Linked DNA regions of Mus musculus: all the other regions are linked to region 2. A link is a contact called in public Hi-C data. All regions are on one chromosome and are shown on one strand. Each heading gives the region's core, a stretch centred on a gene start, on an enhancer-like site or on the middle of the called end of the contact. The rest is flanking DNA. Distances are from core to core; before and after follow the strand shown. Region 1 has its middle 15 kb from the start of Gm35229. Region 2 holds the start of 8430430B14Rik (RIKEN cDNA 8430430B14 gene). Region 3 overlaps Gm35551 (a long non-coding RNA gene).

Region 1 (3,488 bases), core at 94-2,593, 60 kb before region 2:
GCTCCACAGTGTTCATCTCTGTGGCCTGGAAGGCTGGTGGGGAGGGTGCAAAGGGTTAACTTCATTTTGGCAGTAATTCTCTCTTGGCATCTGAGAGTGGACCGGCCAGGAGCTCTGCTTTCCCGTTGCCGCGGCAATGACACAAAACCGAGAGCAGACACGGATCTGGAGATGGTTAACTGGCCATGTTCCTGGCCGGCGGTGGCCCGCCAGAGAAACTGCTGGAAAGTCACATTAGAGTTTCCCAGCACTAAGGGTGAGAAAGGGGGTGTGGATCTGGGCTCCCCCAGAAAGTCTGGCTCTGGACAAAAGAGATAGAGCTGCTGTGTAGGTCAATGCAGGACTCCTTGCTCCTTGACTCTGAACCTTCAGAGCTCCGAACTTTCAGTGCCGAGAGCACGAAGCTCGACACAGAGCTGCCCACAACAATCTTTGTCAGCCACATTGAGCTGCTGGTTTAGTGGTTTTGATTTTTTCATTTTGCCTGCCTGCCTATCTATCTATCTATCTATCTATCTATCTATCTATCTATCTATCTATCTATCTATCTATCTTTCTATCTATCCAGATCTTACTGTGTAGCCCAGGCTGGCCTGGAACGTGATCCTCCTGTCTGAGCCTTGTTGGGATAAGAAGCACGCACCAGGCTTGTTTTCTTTCTCCCACTTCTCAGCTTTCCCACTCTCCTGCTCCTGCAGCCTTGCTATCCAGGTGCCTCCTGAGGGGACTTCGGATTGTCTCTGGACCAGCCCTACTCAGACCTGAGATCTCAGTCTGAATGGCACTTCGGGAAGACTTCTGCACCTAGACTGGGGCCCTTTTGTGTTATGGGCTTCCTGATGTACTGACTGTCACCTTTCAGACAACCACATGCCTAGTCCCTCACATTTCTCCACTTTCTTGGGCCACCCATGAGGTGGAGGTTGGATGTGGCTTCTTTGCCTCGGAGCCTACGCAGAGGGTCTGTTAGAGGGGCAGCACCACTCACAACTTTGGAAAAGAAGACGATTGTGTGGGGGAAGGGCAGGTCACCGGGTCACCAGGTGCCCTCTGGGAGCTGTGGGCAGCGGGATTTAGCCAATCCCAAGGTTAGGACTCTCTTGCCAGGACAGCTTTGCTTTCCCCGGTGGTTTTCATTATTTTTCATTCCCAGACTATTTTGGAAGCTGGCTGCTATGGGAACCGAGTCTTTGGAAGGCCCAGGCCTCTTTTTCCTCCTACCCCCAGCCTCCCTCCATCTCTATTCCTTCTTAATTGGTTTTTAGTTCCCTGGCTTTCAGGCCGTCTGTTTATTTTGATTGCAACTCCACAGAACAAATCTTTAATGAACCAGCTTGTGGGGAGAGCCATTAGCAGCCGCCTGCCTCCAGGGAGTGGGGGAGGCGCCTGGCCTGGGTCCCAGCCTGGACTTCTACTCAGCGAGGAAGCGGTGGCCAGGTACTGGGTGGCAGCTGCGCATGGGTCGTTCCTTCCTTCAGGTGTAGTCTGGAGATGGGAACAGTTTGTCCTCAGTAAGCTGTCAGAAGCCTTGGCTGAGGTGACCTTATTAGCACTCTGATGCACAGTGACAGAGGTTGGGCTTCCCGGGCCCCCTGAGTTACTGCAGTAAACCCAGAGGGCTCTATGCTGAGTCCCTCATTGTCCAGACAAGGGGAGTGAGGCTGGAGAGCTGAGAAGCCAGCAGACCTCTGAGGAAGACACAGATAAATGGAGAAACCTCCCGAGGGTCGCTGCATTCGGGGTGAATTGGCATCCAACGGTCCTGAGTGGGCTCGGCAGGCCCCAGCTCTCTGGAGTAAATGCCTTTGTCTGTGTTCTGTGGGCCTGACACCATTTATGGGTTTACTCCACTGACTGGGTATGATCACGTCTGTCCAAAGAGTTTTGCCAACAGGAAATGCATATGAGCACTTTATTGTTGTGGGTGTGGAGAACAGAGTGATCCCTGCCGCTTCCTTACCTTGGACAAGCCCTGTCTCCAGTCCACCTCACAGATCTGGTCACTTGTCTGTCCCTCACTGGCCTCATGCTGCCAAAGTCACTCATCTCAGGAGTACAGACCCGGGGACCAGCGGGACTGGGAACTTCATTCCGTTAAGATCAAGCCCCCCACGGCCTTCTGCCTTGGGGCTGCCTCTCTGAGAAACTCTGGGGTGCACCTCAGCCTCTATCCCATTCCTGCCTTCTGTCCAACTGGCCTTCTTTCCTACTTCATGCTGTGGGCCCATGAGATTTCTTTAGACAGGAGGTCTCCCTCCCTGCCTGTCCTCCCTAGTCCTGGCTGGCTCTCCACTCATTCCTCATGGTGATCTCCTGGCCTTTCTCAGTGACTGGATAGGAAGAGGTATGTCTGACCAGTGGCTCAGTGGGAGTCAGAAGGGGGCTTGAAACGCCAAGGACCACAGATACGCTCCTCTCTGGCATTACCAAGGTCATTCTTTGTTTCATAAGAGAGTCCAAAAGAGGACAAAGTTGATCATGGAGAGTTGCAGGGTGCCTTCTGGCGTTGAGAACGGCCCAGAAGTGGACATGGCCTGGACTTCTTTACATCCCTGGTGCTTGATGGTTGTTTGTTTTGGTTACTCTTGTCTGCCTGTCTTGTCTTGCCTTTATGGTTATACCAAGCCAAGAAGAACTAGGCATCCCGGGCTGCCATGCTTATGAGTTACTTAATCACCAAACAAGTAAGGGCTGTTGTCCCTAGCTTCATTGATGCCTGGCTGTAGGTGATCTGGTTACGTGTATGAGCTCTTAAGAGTGATGGACAATTAAGACTCCTGCTACTCCCCACCCCCGCCATCCCTGACTTTGTTCACATGGTCACAAATGGCTTCGTCACTTCCAGCCTTCACATTTAATTTCCAGGCCAAGAGAATGGAGGAAAGGGGCAAGTTTACATTAGCTGAATCTATACTTTTTAATCAAGAAAACATGACCTTTAAAAAGCCTGGCCATAAAACTCTTTGTACTTGAGATTTGTTGGAAATAGGTTGTATCGCAGCTAGAGCTGGAAAGATCATATTTTGCAGAGGATTTTGTTAGAGATGAGAGGGGAGAAATGCATGCTGGGTAGAAAGAATGATTGGCACCTGCAAGGAAGAAGCCCAGTGAGCACAACCCCCTTTTCCAAACATCTGAGGCTGTTCTGGGTCACCGCCACCTTCCACAGACGCCTCAGCAGTCACCCATTGTAGCTGCACTAGACCATAAGTTCCTTGCCAGACTCTCCCTGAGTGCACAGGATACAAGCAGACATCCCTGTACCTCACCTCCCAAACTGGGCTGCAAACCACACGTGATCCGATTCATCCTCCGTGCTCACCGTCCGCATCAGTACATCTCTGGTCCTTCTGCTGGTTGATGGTTGGAACCCTCATCTCTTGGGACATCTCCTCTCCAGAGTTGAGTCACCTATCTGAAACCTTCACTGCCCTAGGTTTTTCCAACCTGTGCCCCTCACACTGAATATTTGTCACGGAGCAATGATA
Region 2 (3,700 bases), core at 487-2,986:
CCGAGCTCCCTGTTGCAAAAGGAGACCTGTCCACTTATAAGATGAGGAACTCTTGGTGGCTGTCCGAGAGATGGGGCTAGCTCCTGGACACAGGGAGAAAGACGTATAGTCAGGGAAGATCATTCTGAGCTTGGGGTTCCGCTAGGGGCTCCTAGAATGGTGCCCACGTAGGTCTCCTAAGGATCTCTAGGCAATCGGGGTGGGAGATAGCACTCAGAGAAGGAGCGAGAGCATGGGCCAGGCCTGAGCAGCTGCTCTTCTGTTTGATCAGAACACTACATTTTTGGGTTCTCACCTTTGGCTATGGATTTACTCATGTGCTCATTTGTTCACTCCTGCCCAATTCTTAGGCTGTAGATATGGAGGCTGACTCTTTTCAGGAAGCTCCATTTAATGCGGGAAGCTCCCAGTACGGCAATCTACGAAGCCTAAGGGGGGGGGGGGGTGGCAATCCATGCATATGGGAGCTAACCCCACTGGAGAGTGTGGAGTAAGCCCCACCAAGTAGAGTTCCACACCATGAAAGAGTGTTGCAAATGAAGTTGGACAGGTCAGAAGAGATGTGTGAGCCAGGCAAGGGGCGTTAGAAATCAGTAAGGTCGCGCAGGAATTTAGTGAGGCATGAAGGAATCAGTCTTGTGAGATAGTAGGGTATCAGGGAAGGTGGTCCTGGAGGGGAACCTGGGTCCCCAGCTATTGCCTAGAGCAGAAACATGCCAAGAGGCCTTTAGGAGGAGGCACAAAGGTGTCAGCCCAACTCCTCAGCGGAAGATGTAGCGGAGCCCACCCTGCCCATCTCAGAGCGGCCCGGCTCCAGCGGCAGGCTGAGCCCTGCTTGCTTCTGGGAAAGAATTCTGGCCCTGAAGCCCCCGTCCCAATATTAGCTCTTACAAGAAGCCTTGAAGGAGGTTGAGGACACTGGGCTGTGGACACTGGAGGTCCAGTTGAAGACAAGAGACTCCCTTAGGGTGGCCGGAATGAGTGGAGCCGTAGAAGGCAAAGAGGAGGGAGGCGCCTCATGGTTTGCAGTTAAGCCTGCTGAGAGTCTTCTAGGCTCAGTCCATGCACTACAGTCCCAAACTGAGCATCTGTTCCCTGAGGAGCCTCCACGCCAAGTTCTCCAGTCCAATCTGCAAGGGGCACATTAGCCTCCCCAACAGCAGGTGGCGCCCTCCTGTTGAGATTAGATTTAGGAGCTGAGTTTTCTGCCCAGAAAACCTGTTGGGCAAGGGAGAGAGGAGCTGGCCTCCGGGGAGCTGGCCCCTGGGCGCTCACCTTATCCACCCACTGTAGCCCACTTACTAGTCTCGCCCTCGCTCTCCCTGCCTTTCACTTGGGTCTCGGTGCCCTTGTTCTTCATCGCTAAGGTCCTCAGGGCAAGTCTGGACTTAATGAACTTCACAAGCTAAGGCAACTCCAGGACCAGGATAGTGGGGGATGCAGTTGGCAGTGGAATGCCCCCACGGGGTCTTCTGAGCTCCCCTCACCTCCCAATGGCATTCCCCCTCAGGCCCTCAGAAGGTACTCCTTATGCCTAGCTGGGGTGTTTGCCTACGGCGAGGTGGCTCTGTCAATGAAGGACATCATAGACACCAGCATCTCTGTGCAGGGTGAACTGTGCCCACTGGTATGCCCATTGTCTCCTAATCTCCAGTCTTTAGTCCTAGAGGAAAAGCGAGGGGTGTGGAGGAGTCCCACGGGCCCCTCCAGCTCTCCTGGCACTCTGTTCACTCCCTACTTGTTCTGTCCTTGGAACTGAAGTCCCCCGACTTGCCAGGCAGAGCTGGCCTAGGCCATGCACCTGTGGTGCGCTGAAGGCTGGGCAGCAAGACATGGAAGCAGAGGGTGCCCAGTGCAGGAAGACCCTGGAAAGAGATGAGCACCATTAAGGTAAGATGTAGCAGACGGGACCCAGGCAGGAGGAGACCAGGATGACAAGGTAGGAAACTGACAGAGGTTCCTGAAGGAGGAAGAAGAGGAGGAAGGGAGGGAGGAAGAATTTTTAAGAACATTTCGAGGTGAGGCGGAAAACATAGAAGTTTGTGGGGCTAAGTGGTGGTGGGGCAGCCAGGGGGATTCTATGGCCCAGCACAAAGAAGACAACCGGTTTTGTAAGGAAGGGAGGAAGTGTTGGAACGTTAGAAGGGAGTGGCCGAGAGCTGTTATTGGAGGCAGGCACCTGTCTCTCCTCAACCCTGTGACAGACAGGTACGGAAACACCCTGAGCACCGCAGACCCTCATGCTACCAGCCTCACCCCGTGCAGCTCATAAAAGTGAAGCCGGAGCTCAAGAGCTTAACCCATCTCCCACCCACGTTCCCCCACCTCCAGAGCACCCTCCACCCTGGCGAGATAGCAGCCACCCACCCCACCTCTCTGCTGGAGTTGACAGGGTAATCAGTAACTGTTCACCAAGATGGTGTCTCAGCCAGACAGGGGGGCCTTTGTCTGATCCCAGCCCTGCTGGGAGCCCTCGCCTGGTCCTGAGTTTGCTCAGTATTAATCATTGACCAGCACCCAGGGTTACAGCCCCTCTGGAAGCTCTCAGGACTGGGGCCTTGGGTGTCCCACAGCTTCAGGCAAGGCGAGGCTGGAGTAGGGAAGGGACAAAGAGAAGGAGAGGGGAGGGCGCAGGCCCTGGGTGGGGCTCAAGGATATTCTACTACTACCTGTGCTTGCCCAGCCCGGCTTTCAGGAGAGGTCCCTTTCAGAAGGGACTGAAAATTCCCCCACTGGGCGCCTCGTCCTCTGGAGGAGTCAAAGAGGCAAATGCAATGTATGGATGAATGTTGCCCTCGAGGTGATGTGGAGCTCTCTGGAGACCCACATAGGTGTAGACCCCTCCTCTCGCCCCTAATGGAGACCAAGGAGTTAACTCACTATGTGCCAGAGGGACGAGGATGATGGTGAAGCTTGGCCAGGAGCAAGGAGGAAGGCATAAAGAGATACACATACCAAGAGCAGAGGTAGAGAGGGACACCTTCTATAGGAGCACACACTCCTGAACATGATCTCCGTTGACTAGCCTAATAGCTTATGCGCTAGGGGGCTGTTCTACGCCACGTTCACAAATTAGAAAAAGGAGACACAAGTCCATCACTTGTCCAGATCCCAGAGTTAGGAAAGATAGCAGTGACAGACTGTGTCCAGACCTAGGACCTTGGGCTGTGGTCAGATTAGAGGGACCCCCATACAGAAAGAGAGGGACCTTAAATACCTTCCAGGAGCAGAGAAGAGTTGAGCCCCTGGTGTAGGGATTGCCTTTGAAGGGGAGCAGGCAGGGATCGGGCTTCTTCAGGTATTGGAGACCTGGTTTAGATATTCCCCACAGAGAAGGAAGTCAGGTGAGCCGGCCCCTCAGCACCACAGAGGGGAAGCCCCACCAGCCCCCATATCCCCTTTGGCCTTACCCTGAGAAGTCAATATTGATGTTTTATGACCCAGGATAAGCACATGTTCTCTTCCCCCATGAAGGGTTATCTGGTTTGAAGGGTTAATGAGTGATCGCTCTGCTGGGGAGGGGAGGGGAGTGAGAAGAAAGCAGCTATTCAGCCTGAGGTCTGCGACTCAGCTTCCCCCAGCCCAGTGGGTCAGACCTGTTCTTTCTGCAGGGTGGAGGCCGGACCTTTGGGAATCTGAGGCTGAGTCCACGGGGTGTGTCTGGAGGACTGGTGCGTAGGATGTACCCAAGGAAGGTGTC
Region 3 (3,763 bases), core at 1,242-3,741, 34 kb after region 2:
TGTGAGGTGATGTGTGCGCAGGTTCTGGGGACTGGGATAGGGACATCTTTCAGGTGGAGTATATTATTCTGAGTATCTGAGTATCAAAGAGAATGGCTGACAGAGGGAACGACACCTTCTTCTTCTTCTTCTTCTTCTTCTTCTTCTTCTTCTTCTTCTTCTTCTTCTTCTTCCTCCTCCTCCTCCTCCTCCTCCTCCTCTTCCTCTTCTTCTTCCTCCTCCTCCTCCTCTTCTTCTTCCTCCTCCTCCTCCTCTTCTTCTTCCTCCTCCTCCTCCTCTTCCTCCTTTCTCCTTTTCTTCCTCCTCTTCCTCTTCTCCCTCCCCTTCCTCCTCTTCTTCCTCTTTCTCCTTCTTGGAGTTAATAGGCATGGAACCCAAGACCTGATACATGCCAGACAAGGGTTCAAACACCTAGTCTGTATTTTAAGATGGTCTCACTAAGTTGCCTAAACTAGTCTTGAAGTCACCATTGTAGCCCAGGCTGGCCTTGAATTTGCAATCCTCTTACCTCAGCCTCCTAATTAGCTGACTATTACAGGGTTATCCTAACAGGCATGGCTGGGAGTTAGAAGGGACTTTTCTTTTCTTTTTTTTTTTTTTTCGGGTTTTTTTTTTTTTTTTTTTTTTTAGTTTTTAAATTTTTAATTATGTGTCTGTGTGTCCGTCTGTGTGGGTGTAAGTACACATGAATGCAATTAACCACAGACACCAGAAGAGGGCAGCAGATCCCCTGGGCCTGGAGTTACATGTGGTTATGAGCCACCTGAAATGGGCTCTGGGAACTGAACTCAAGACCTCTGGCAAGGACCCACCGAGCCATCTCTCCAGCCCTGTGACATTCTTAATCCTCCCGTGTCTTGCCTGAACCCTCCCAAGCTGAGAACACTCCTTTGTTGAGGATTCTCTGACCTTGGCAATGCTGTCTAGGGAACCGAACTGTCCCACGCACTAGGAACCAGCTCTAACCAGTGAAGGGGCTCCCCTTTATCTTGCTGTCCAGCAGCCCAGGGCCAGAAACTCATTATTACTGGGTATTGACTCCTGGACCCCTCCCCTCTCTTCACCCTGGCCAGCCCACTCCATCCATGCTCCTTCTAGTCTTTTTTTTTTTTTTTTTTTTTTTTTTTTTTTAATCAGCCTTGGCCCCTCTGACCTGCTGTGCTAGACCACCTTTGGACTACGGGCCTGAAGCTGGCAGGCTACACCCTTCTTCACATGGTGAAACCCTACCCATGAGCTCCCCCATGGAAAGCCCAACCACATAACAGCGTGAGGAAGAAGGACATGCACAACAGCCTAGGTTGGCGCTGGGGGACCCCTGGCTTCCCAGATGCTTTTCAAAAAAGCATCTTCCAGCCCAGTCAGCGCCACATCTGGAAGCCGGCTGGAAATTCCAACCATGCTCCCCAGCTAGGAAATGTGTCAAATCCTCCCAGAGACTGCATGGAAGCAGGAAACACTGGAGAGGAGGGCCAACTCCACAGGACCCCTAGGAGCGTTGGAGAATTCCAGATGTCACCAGGAGTCCATAGTCCTTAGCCCTGCTCCCTGCCTGCCCCCAAGGAAATTAAAGAGGCCTGGAGAGAATGACAGAGCTTGTGTCTCCCGGGGACCCACGACTCCATGTGTGCGTGTGAGACACTGAGTTCTTGATACACACTGAGTTATTTTTTCCTGGAGAGAAAAATGTTGCCGTGCCTCTGGAGGGTCATCTGCCCAGAAGAATCTCTTGATGCGTGAAGAAGTCATGGTCTCTCTTCTCTCTGACACACGCACACATCTCCCAGAGGCCCCAGGGCATCCATTCCTGAGAGCTGGTCTCATTGAGAAGATCTGGCCCTGGCTCCTTCTGTAGCCCTCAGCAAGTGTAAATCTCCAGTGATCGCCATGGCCACAGATTAAATGGCTAGAAACAGCAAGCATTGGTTTCCCTCCAGTTCTGGAGGCTGGAAGTTCAATTTCAACATTACTGGCCTAAAGTCAGGCATCTACAGGCCAAGGCTCTGGGGGAAAGCCCACTTCCTTGTCTTTCTTAGTATCTAATAGATGCCTTGGCCTGTAACCCCTTCCCCCACCTTCACAGACCACCTCTCATCCCTTTGTCACATCACTGGCTCTAACTTATCCTCCATCCCTCTTATAAGCCACTTGTGATTAGATTGGACCTGCCTCAGCAGCAATCAACCCCTTAAAGTTCCTGTTGCTTTGAGGACAGCGCACGCATGGATCTTAAGGCTGAGGTCACTGTCCAGCCTTGTGCAGCAGAGGCCCCACCCTGGGCATCAGTTTCCCTCGTGTTTGCTTCAGGGCAGATCTTCCAACTCTGACACTAAGACAGAGGACCTCTTTCCTCCAGTTAAGTAGGCTTGGCCTCTCTGCTCTCTGTTCAGAGCGGTCTCTGAAGCTCACATTGCTTTCTTTCCATCACTACAAGAGAGACTTCTCTACCCTGCCTTCAGTACCAGGAAGTCATGCCCATGTAGAGATCGGTGCCTACACCCAAGTGACATCCGCCACCCACGGAGGAGAGGTTACTCTCCTCAGCCCCTTGTAGGTGAGGATCATAGCTTTAACTTTCTCTGGGGCTGGCCTCACATGCCCAGCTGTTGTTCGGGAAGAAAAATCCTGGAGAGGCGATGAAGACAGGTGTGTGGGAGAGGAAGAGACGGGTGTGGACGCTCCTCTCCTGACACTGTTCCCAGTGCTTTGGTGTCCTGGGGCTCAGCTACCCGCCTGGTCTCCTCAGCACTGTGCTGACACTCCCTAGAAGACCTTGGAAGCCTTGTGAGCTGTAAGACATCCAAAGGGCCGAGGGAGGTAGTGCTGTACTTTAAGCCTAGAAACACTAGGATTTGGAGGCCACGGCACATGCCTGTGAGGAGATACAGCCACGGCTTAGTCCCTGCTGTACCCATTGCCTGGTGTCTCCCCATTCTGTTATTTCTGACTTACAAGCCACCTGCTGCAGAAAGCAGCATCAAGTCTAAGGAAGCTAAAGTTCCTTGATGCCCCCAGAACTGTGGGATGGCTCCGTGTCCTGGACAGGCACTGACTGCATCCTACAAGTAGACACTCTGCTTCGGAGGGGCTCAGAGTCCCCCTCACTCTGTCGGGCCAGGCATGCTTGAGACCACAGGCTAAGGGTCGCCAGTCTGAAGAGACGGCAGGGTGCCGTGACGGTTGGTTTTAAAGCCAGCTTGCCATGACCTGGAATCGGAGAAGGGAGTCTCGGGTGAGGACGGTCAAGGTCAGGTTGGCCTGAGGGCATGTGTGTGGAGAGCTTATCTTTATTAACTGAGGTGGGAAGGCCCAACCCGAATGCAGGTGGCTCTATGTCATGAGCGGAGTCCCACGGTATATGAGTGAAGGAAGTTGGCAGAGCAGAGCAGCCATTGAGAAAGGATCTGTTTATTTTCCCCCTGCTCCTGGTGGTGGGTGTGCTGCTTTCATGTTCCCTGGTTCCAGGAGTTCCCTGCAAAAATGGACTATAACCTGCAAAGGCAAGCCAAATGAGTCCCTTTTCCCCTAAGTTGCTTTTTTTTTGGGGGGGGGGGGGCGGCGGGAGGGTCAGGATATCTTATCATAGCAACAGAAAGGAGAGTAAAACACTTTAACTCCCGCCACAGGGGGATGTCCCTGAGTTCGCTAGATTTCCACTATAGCGGCAAAAACAAACAAACAAACAAAAATCTGAGATGACCAGCTTAAAGGAGAGAAGCCTTGCCCGTGCTTTTGGAAGGTCGCCACCCACCATTGGTTGGTC

The links. Hi-C and Micro-C count contacts between places; a contact is called where the count stands out from the background.
Region 1: a contact with region 2 is called in a Hi-C map of cerebral cortex, with 1.9 times the contacts expected there. The contact joins the enhancer-like site here to the promoter of 8430430B14Rik in region 2. A contact is called at or near these places in 1 of 484 Hi-C or Micro-C datasets (cerebral cortex) and 5 of 115 datasets of contacts at active chromatin or transcription factors (the HPC-7 cell line, embryonic fibroblasts, embryonic stem cells and 2 more).
Region 3: a Hi-C map of CD8 T cells shows a contact between it and region 2, with 2.3 times the contacts expected there. The contact joins the enhancer-like site here to the promoter of 8430430B14Rik in region 2. A contact is called at or near these places in 3 of 15 datasets of contacts at CTCF or cohesin (the NIH/3T3 cell line and large pre-B cells), 61 of 484 Hi-C or Micro-C datasets (the 3T3-L1 cell line, the AML12 cell line, B cells and 32 more) and 17 of 115 datasets of contacts at active chromatin or transcription factors (CD8 T cells, the HPC-7 cell line, the NIH/3T3 cell line and 12 more).

Annotation. Positions count from the first base shown.
Region 1 is chr17:83,937,633-83,941,120 of GRCm38.p6, forward strand. No RefSeq gene overlaps it. Among named protein-coding and RNA genes, the nearest start is that of Gm35229, 15 kb to the right of the region's middle. Within about 2 kb of position 1,344, at least 82 of the 459 cell types and tissues checked have an H3K27ac peak or open chromatin away from gene starts, as enhancers often do. A contact at or near this core is called in cerebral cortex and heart atrium, where this site is marked.
Region 2 is chr17:83,996,816-84,000,515 of GRCm38.p6, forward strand. It overlaps 8430430B14Rik (RIKEN cDNA 8430430B14 gene), which reads left to right and starts at 1,737. Exons shown (of 2, transcript NR_130994.1): 1 at 1,737-1,890.
Region 3 is chr17:84,030,165-84,033,927 of GRCm38.p6, forward strand. All of the region lies in intron 4 of Gm35551 (a long non-coding RNA gene), which reads right to left. Among named protein-coding and RNA genes, the nearest start is that of 8430430B14Rik, 33 kb to the left of the region's middle. Within about 2 kb of position 2,492, at least 48 of the 459 cell types and tissues checked have an H3K27ac peak or open chromatin away from gene starts, as enhancers often do. A contact at or near this core is called in CD8 T cells, CD8 central memory T cells, T follicular helper cells and 8 more, where this site is marked.